Linked DNA regions of Mus musculus: region 1 is linked to region 2. Evidence: chromatin contacts called from public HiChIP or PLAC-seq data. All regions are on one chromosome and are shown on one strand. The core of a region is the stretch at or near the end of the contact, and the rest is flanking DNA. Distances in the headings are between cores, read along the strand shown. Region 1 overlaps Rapgef4 (Rap guanine nucleotide exchange factor (GEF) 4). Region 2 overlaps Rapgef4 (Rap guanine nucleotide exchange factor (GEF) 4).

Evidence for each region. HiChIP or PLAC-seq counts read pairs in DNA pulled down with a chosen protein or histone mark.
Region 1: a CTCF HiChIP or PLAC-seq map of CD8 T cells shows a contact between it and region 2, with 6 read pairs. The contact joins two enhancer-like sites. A contact is called at or near these places in 2 of 15 datasets of contacts at CTCF or cohesin (CD8 T cells and the NIH/3T3 cell line), 2 of 484 Hi-C or Micro-C datasets (embryonic stem cells and large pre-B cells), 4 of 115 datasets of contacts at active chromatin or transcription factors (CD8 T cells, the HPC-7 cell line and embryonic stem cells) and 3 of 9 other capture datasets (adipose tissue, liver and pancreatic islet).

What each region holds. Positions count from the first base shown.
Region 1 is chr2:72,168,936-72,172,275 of GRCm38.p6, reverse strand. All of the region lies in intron 6 of Rapgef4 (Rap guanine nucleotide exchange factor (GEF) 4), which reads right to left. Among named protein-coding and RNA genes, the nearest start is that of Map3k20, 120 kb to the left of the region's middle. Within about 2 kb of position 1,580, at least 119 of the 459 cell types and tissues checked have an H3K27ac peak or open chromatin away from gene starts, as enhancers often do. A contact at or near this core is called in CD8 T cells, where this site is marked.
Region 2 is chr2:72,081,628-72,085,292 of GRCm38.p6, reverse strand. All of the region lies in intron 4 of Rapgef4 (Rap guanine nucleotide exchange factor (GEF) 4), which reads right to left. Among named protein-coding and RNA genes, the nearest start is that of Gm29940, 29 kb to the right of the region's middle. Within about 2 kb of position 2,077, at least 22 of the 459 cell types and tissues checked have an H3K27ac peak or open chromatin away from gene starts, as enhancers often do. A contact at or near this core is called in CD8 T cells, where this site is marked.

The DNA of each region.
Region 1 (3,340 bases), core at 331-2,830, 87 kb before region 2:
TTTGTTTGTTTTTTTCTGAGCTGAATGAAACTCTTTGAAGATTCTATACATTTTTATTTGGCCTCTACTATATTGTACCAGATGCAAAAACTGGTACTTAGTTTAGTTTATTTGTTCAATGACTTTTATTCATGGTTTCTTGGAACCTTGAAAAGAAATTGCTAAGCCAGGGGGAAGCATCAAGCTTCAACCAGAATGTTCCCTTTGATTTGTGACTTCTAAAGGCATAAACTGTTCACAAGGTTCTTCAGGTGGGCAATCCTAGGACCACCTCCAGAGCCAGGAGTCTGCTTCATCTGTTGAAAAGCAACGTTCTCCAACTGTCTCCAACCTTCTCCACCTCAGAGATGCTGGGTTTGGAGCATTGCCATGAATGGGTGCTTTAAGGAAGGGATGCCCCTTGATTTAAACAAAACCTGTGGCAGACACATGCAGGGGAATCCGGGGAGCATAGCCTCTTCAGAGAGGAGGACTTTGATTTTGAAGGGGATACCACATTCACTCAGGAAGTCTGAGAAAGTGCCAGTGCTTGCCAGTCAGTGTTGTTGCAGACAGAACTGAGAGGAGCAAGCAGGGTCTCTGGGAAACCATCCCTGGCCAAGGCCTGCTCAGGACTAGTGTGACTACTTTGCTTTTAGGTCCATCTACTTATTTTCAGCTTGTTTCCCTTGCCTTTCAAGTCAATTTCCCCTTGGCTATGTTATAGAGCAATAAGGAAATTTATTCTAGTTGTATTTTGTGAATAGTTAGGAAAGGCAGACAAAGTGTGGTAATTCTCATGAAGTGTTTAAGTGTTTAACCTGCCCTGGAGTATGCCCCGGTTTGCGCATGTCTATCACGCTTCATTGGTGCTAGCTCCGTTTCACTTTTACTTTGGTTTTCACTAAGCAAACTGAGACTAGAGGTGTGCAGGGACTAGCCTGAGCTCACAGTGCTACTGTCTGGGATTGCTGACCATTCAGTCTACTGCTAGCTCACTCCAGAGCAGTGGCTCTCCACCTTCCTGATGCTGCAACCCTTTAACACAGTGCCTCATGCTGTGGCGACCCCAACCACTAAATTAATTCATTGCTGCTTCATAACTGCGATTTTGCTACTGCTATTAAATGTAACGTAAATATATGATAGACAGGATGTCTGATGTGTGACCCTCTGAGGGGGGTCTCGAACCACAGATTGAAAACCACTGCTCTAGTGTCGACCTCATAAGGACCAGTTACCACCACCACAGCCTCGGCCACCACCACCACCCCTTTTCTTTCACAAATATCTTGGCTCTCATGTTGGAAGATTTTGTATTCTATTTGACCGAAGTTCACTTAAAAGGGTAGGTACAACATGCCAGGCGGCCCTTCTAGTCCAGACACCAGATTTGATTTTACAAATTTTCAGCAATAAATAGTCACTTTTACTAACCGAGACCACACTCACTGACAGCACTCAGAATGCTTAGTCATACTTAACTTTCTAAAACGTGTCTTGTGGTGGTTTAAGTAAAAATGTCTCAATAGGCCAATAGGGACTGGCACTACTAGGAGGTGTGGCTTTATTGGAGGAAGTGTGTCATGGGAGTGGGGGTGGGGGTAGGCTTTGAGGTCTCAGAAGCTCCGGTTAGGCTTTGTGGCTCACTGTCTCTTCCTCTGTCTACGGATCTCTCAGCTACCTCTGCAACACCACGACTGCCTGCATGCCCCCGAGAGGATAATGGACTAAACCGCTGAACTATAAGCCACCCCAGTTAAATATTTTCCTCATTAAAAGTTGACATGGTCATGAAGTCTCTGCAGCCATAGACACCCTAACTAAGACACAACTTGATAAGAATAAAACATCTACCCTTGAGGAGCTATACCTCAGGTATAAAATAAATATGCCAGAGAAAGAGTGTCACAGAAGTCTATGCAGGGCAATAGAAACTACTCAGAGACCTCACTCGTGAGGGAATTCTCTGCTGGGAAATAGTTTTACAGGTAAGGGAAGATGAGGAAGCCAGACAGATCCCCTCAGCCAAGTCCCGTGTTGACAGAGGAAGCCCTCGGGAAGATAGCAGGGGAAGATAGAAGATGTGGAACTTGGAGGGTCTCAAGAACCCCTTGAGGCATGGCCACCGCTACTGATACCACTGGTCTACCCATTGCCAAGAGGCAGGCAAGACTTACTCATACCCAATACCCCTCTGTTCAGAAACTAGAGAGATAAGGGATCATTCTGTTATGTCAATGACTGGGTTAAACAGGAGAGACAGAAAAATAGCAAACCAAAGCAAGAAAACCAGCCTGGAGGACAGGAAGCCAGGAAACATGCTTGCAGAGACCAACCCAGAGCACAGGAAGGACACAGACAGGATCTGAAGGCCCACATGGTCATGGCAGCCACAGACTGGGGCAGAGTCTTACTACGCAGTACCCCAGACCTCCCACCCGCTAACTGTCCGATATCCCCTGCATATTTCCTGTTCGGTACAGAAGAGGAAAGCATATGGGAAGCCATTACAGCCCAGAGGCTTCATTAATGACTGCTTGGTTTGTGTCCAAGAGCTGACCTCTGTTTTGACCTGTAGCTAGAATGCATACATTGCAAGGGGCTGGGCAAGGAATGGGCCCTCTCTGATTAAATTCCATACACTTCAACACACTCTCACGTGTTGACAGAAATTCCTGTGGGCACGAAAGAGTGCACGCCAGGCTGTGAACGTGTGCTCCTCAAAGGCAGGCAGTGAGGACAGATAAGGGCAGAAGCGTTCTGCATTTTCTTGGCTGTCTCCCCTGAAGACTTCCCCCAGGACTAGCCATAATTGGTTTTTGTTTGTTTTAGGGAAGGGGTGCTATTTCAACTGCATTTTATTATGTTTCTATTACCAGTGAAAGGGGAAAGCAGTGAGAAAAAAATACTCCTTTTGGCAAGTGAGCCAATTTAGAAATACTAATCAGGCAATGAAAAATATGAATCCAGCTTCCATTACAAGGTGCACAATAACGCCCATGCAGATATAATGAGGTAGATGAGGCCTTGTAATAGGCCTCACGGAAAACCATATTCAGACCTCTTTGAAAGCAGGGTGATTCTTTTTAGTCAAGTGTTTGCTCACAGAACCCTTTTTCAAGGCACGACATCTTAAGCCAAGAGACAAGAATAACAAGCTAGACAGGGACACAGCGCTCAGAGCAGACGCCAGCAATCCAGGGCCATAAAGAAAGTCATGGCAGTCACATCCAACAGGGTCCAGGGGCTTAATGAAGGCCTGTGGCATGGAAAGCAACGTGAAAGGCTAAACTGGGGATCAGGATGGGGAACGTGCCAGCTCTTGAACTTTCTGTGGGCTCAACAGTTAGCAAGTCCA
Region 2 (3,665 bases), core at 828-3,327:
TATAAATCCAGTGTAAGTTGAAGGAAGGAATTTTTTCTTAAGAGCAGAAATCAATGAAACGGAAAAACAATAGAAAAAAATTAATGAAACCCCAAATTGGTCCTTTGAAAGAAATCAATAAATTTCTAACCACACTCATCAAGAAAAATCTAAAATGAAAGAAGCATAAATTGCCAGTATAAAAAATGAGGGATCTCTTTAGAAATCCTACTACATTGAAGTAATAAGTAAACAAGCAATTTTACGTCAATAAAATCTAAGACTTACTATAAAATAAGCAAATTACTTGAAAGAGTACAATTTCCTGAAACTGACATATGAAGCAATTGAAAACCTTACACAGTTCCATCTCTATTTATAAACTGAATATGTTCTCAAAATCCTTCCCATAAGGAAAACTCTAGGACAAAAGGCTTCATAGTGAGTTCAGCCAAACATTGAAAGGCAATAATAACACTTAAATCTTATACGACTTTATCAGAAAAAGTAGCAAGATGGAATTCCCTTGACCTATGTTGAGGCTATGGTAAACCCAACACCAAAATTTGAAAAAAATACTTTATGAAAAGAGACTTGGAGATCAGTGTCAATTAACACAGGCCTAACTCTCCTTAACAAATATTAGCAAGTCTAAGGTGGCTATGTATAACAAGGAAAATCAGTATTTTGCACAAATATTAAGTTTACTTTAAAAATGTAAGACTACAACACGTCATCAATAATAATAAAATGTGATAAATAATAAAAAATAAAATTGCAAAATAAAAGTATTTTGTAATCTTAGTGACTTCATGAAAAAAAAATCTCTCAGCAAATAAGACATAGAAGATATCCTTAGTCTATACTTGAAATCATATTTAATGGTGAAGTGCTAAAGTTCCTCTAAAATCGATGACAGGAAAAGAATGTGGGCCCCTAATGTAGTTACCTTAACCAGTGTAATAATGCAGGAAAAATTAAATAAAAGGCATGAAGTCAGAGAAGTGAGAGTCCCATTATATGCAGATGCTATTGACTGTTCAAATGGACAAGTCATGTTATCTCATGGGACAATATTTATTTTCTATATCTGTTATAATGGGTTATATGACTTTGAACTGAATCATGCCTCCAGACTATGCCGGACGCACAGTGATCATTATGCTAAAAATACATATAAGTACGCAGTATGAGAAATATACGTATTAGCCTACTGACAATATACATTCATTTACCAAAGCACTTAGCAAAGGCTATCTTAAAACATGAGGTTATCTTTGCTCTGGGGCCCAGCTATGACAAAGTTAACACTGTGATGTTTACAGACCCATTAGTGCTCAGAGACGTCCCAAAGTCAGAAAAGTGACATGTGTTCCAAAGTGAGGCTGTAACAGCTCTACTGCTTTTATGCATCCTGTCTATATGGCCACACAAGCTTCCTGGGGTTGTTCTATCGAGCATATACCTTCCTGTGGTTTACACAGAATAGTGCAGAACAGCCATGAAGGAAGTTAAGGAGAACACAAGCAGTAGTATTCCATCTTAATGCCCTTTTGGAAAACCTGTATTGACATCTACATAGAGACCTTTCTGGGAATGTACAAATACAAGCATCAGTGGTGGACAGCTGGGAGTGGTGGGAGTGGGGAGAACATTTTTATAATGTAGCTTCGGCATATTGTTTGAACTTTCAATATTTATGAATGCTTTTACTTTAGAACTAAAAATAAAATTGAGAAGCCTCTTGGTAATGTAAAATGCTACCAACATTTAAAAGCCACCGTGTTTAGTCTTTTTCTCCTTTGAGCCCACTAAGATTAAAGGATTCTTGTTCTCTCCTCTATGTTTTGCTTTAAACATCAAGATCACAACCCTGGTGCTTTTAGTGCTAAAATCCTTCCCAGCTTCCCTTGAACCAAGTACAGCAATGGGGTGAGTACACAGGGCAGGGCAGGTCACAAGCTCATTCTACTGATGTTCTACTGACTCACAGAACTAAGAGCACTGGGGAGTTGAGGGTTGACTCCCAGTAAGACTGTCTGGTTAGCCAGAATCTATGCCTTCTGACGGCATATGACTCCAGTAACTGGTCTTCCCACCCCCACGGATGTTTAGAGACCCTGTAAAACTATACAGACCACAAGCCGTATAGATCTATGCCATCTAGACCACAAAGCTGTAGTTAGAAAGACTTTCAATACATGGAATCCATCTGCCAACCACTTTGCAGGCAACAAAACGGAAATTCAGAGAACCAAGCAACTTGCCCAGAGTTACATCTGTGAGCCAATCAGGTCTTCTGAACCTTAGGAGAGGACTGACAAGGGACCAGAGGACACGCCCTGCACAGAAGAAGGCACTCTCATCAAGAAGAGTACCTTCTTGAACACAGGCTGCTTTAGGTGGCAGACTTAACAAGGAGCTGGGGGGGGGGGAGCAGTTTCCTGCCATAAGCATAGGTCCAGAGGTTGTCCTCAAAAAGCAACCCTGCCATTCCTTCACCTCATTACTCTGTTCTGGAAAATGCATGTACACTTTTCCATGATTGGTCCCTTAGACTAAAAGACAGAGCGTATGAGACCCATCTTTCTGACACATGACACAGAGCCAACTCGGGAGTGTAACTAATACTAATGTGGGCTTCTTGGGGTGTTTTCCCCAGTTTCACTGCAGGCAGAAGAAATGCTGGAGCTGTCTAACCTGGTGTGATGATTTCTGTCATCCTCATCACCTTCATCCTCATCATCCTCATCATCACTATTCATAGTCAGAAGCTATGAACCAGCTTCTAGAGTTTAAGGGAAACCAATGATAAGATGCTGAATTGCTTAGACATCAGTAAATCAGAGCCTATGCCGTGCCAACCAGCAGTTTTCTAGAGCCTGAGTACACCTCTCACTCCCCTCTGCTAAGGAAAGGGGCGTGCCTGGAGAATACTCAAACTAGCATCCCTCAGGACATGAGCTAGAATTCATAAATAAAGCCTAAAATAGTAGATATAAAATATAGAGTCAGTCTTATCCGCTTCTGCATAAGAGTGCCTAAAGTCCTCCCTCATAGATGGTTGTTTGTTGGGACTGGCTAATGGGCACCCTACACTCAGAATAATAAAATGGCTACCATCTGTCAAAATCACTTTTTTTTTCACTAATTCAGGCAAGTTTTCCAGCTATTTGTACGTTCCCCTGATGCGTTAGACGTGAACAGCCACACAGCCTCGAGTGTGTAGGCTGACATCTTGAGCACTGAAGAGACCTTGTGACTATAAAATCTTCAGAGTTTCTAGGGGATCCATTCTGGCCGGACCCAAATGCTGCTCACAGGGACTACGTGGCCACCCTTTCCCCCAGACACATCATAACTAATGATTTTAACTTTGATCTACAAGAACTCAGTAAGCGGAATGATGAAGATCTTCCAGCTGAACAAACAGACCAGGGCGGACCCCTTACCATCTGCCCTGACTCCACCCCAGCGTTTCATCAAAGTGGTGTCGTTCAAAATATGCAAATGGCGTAGTAATACTTTAAAAACAAATGAATTATGTGGGCAATTTACCCAAGGTAATTAAGAATGCTAAATCAAACAAATTATCATCTTAAATGGCAAGTAAGTTTTAATTAAACTTGATTTCTTCACTAAAAATGAAACCACCAACTCAACAGAAGGAAGCTCATGTGGATAAA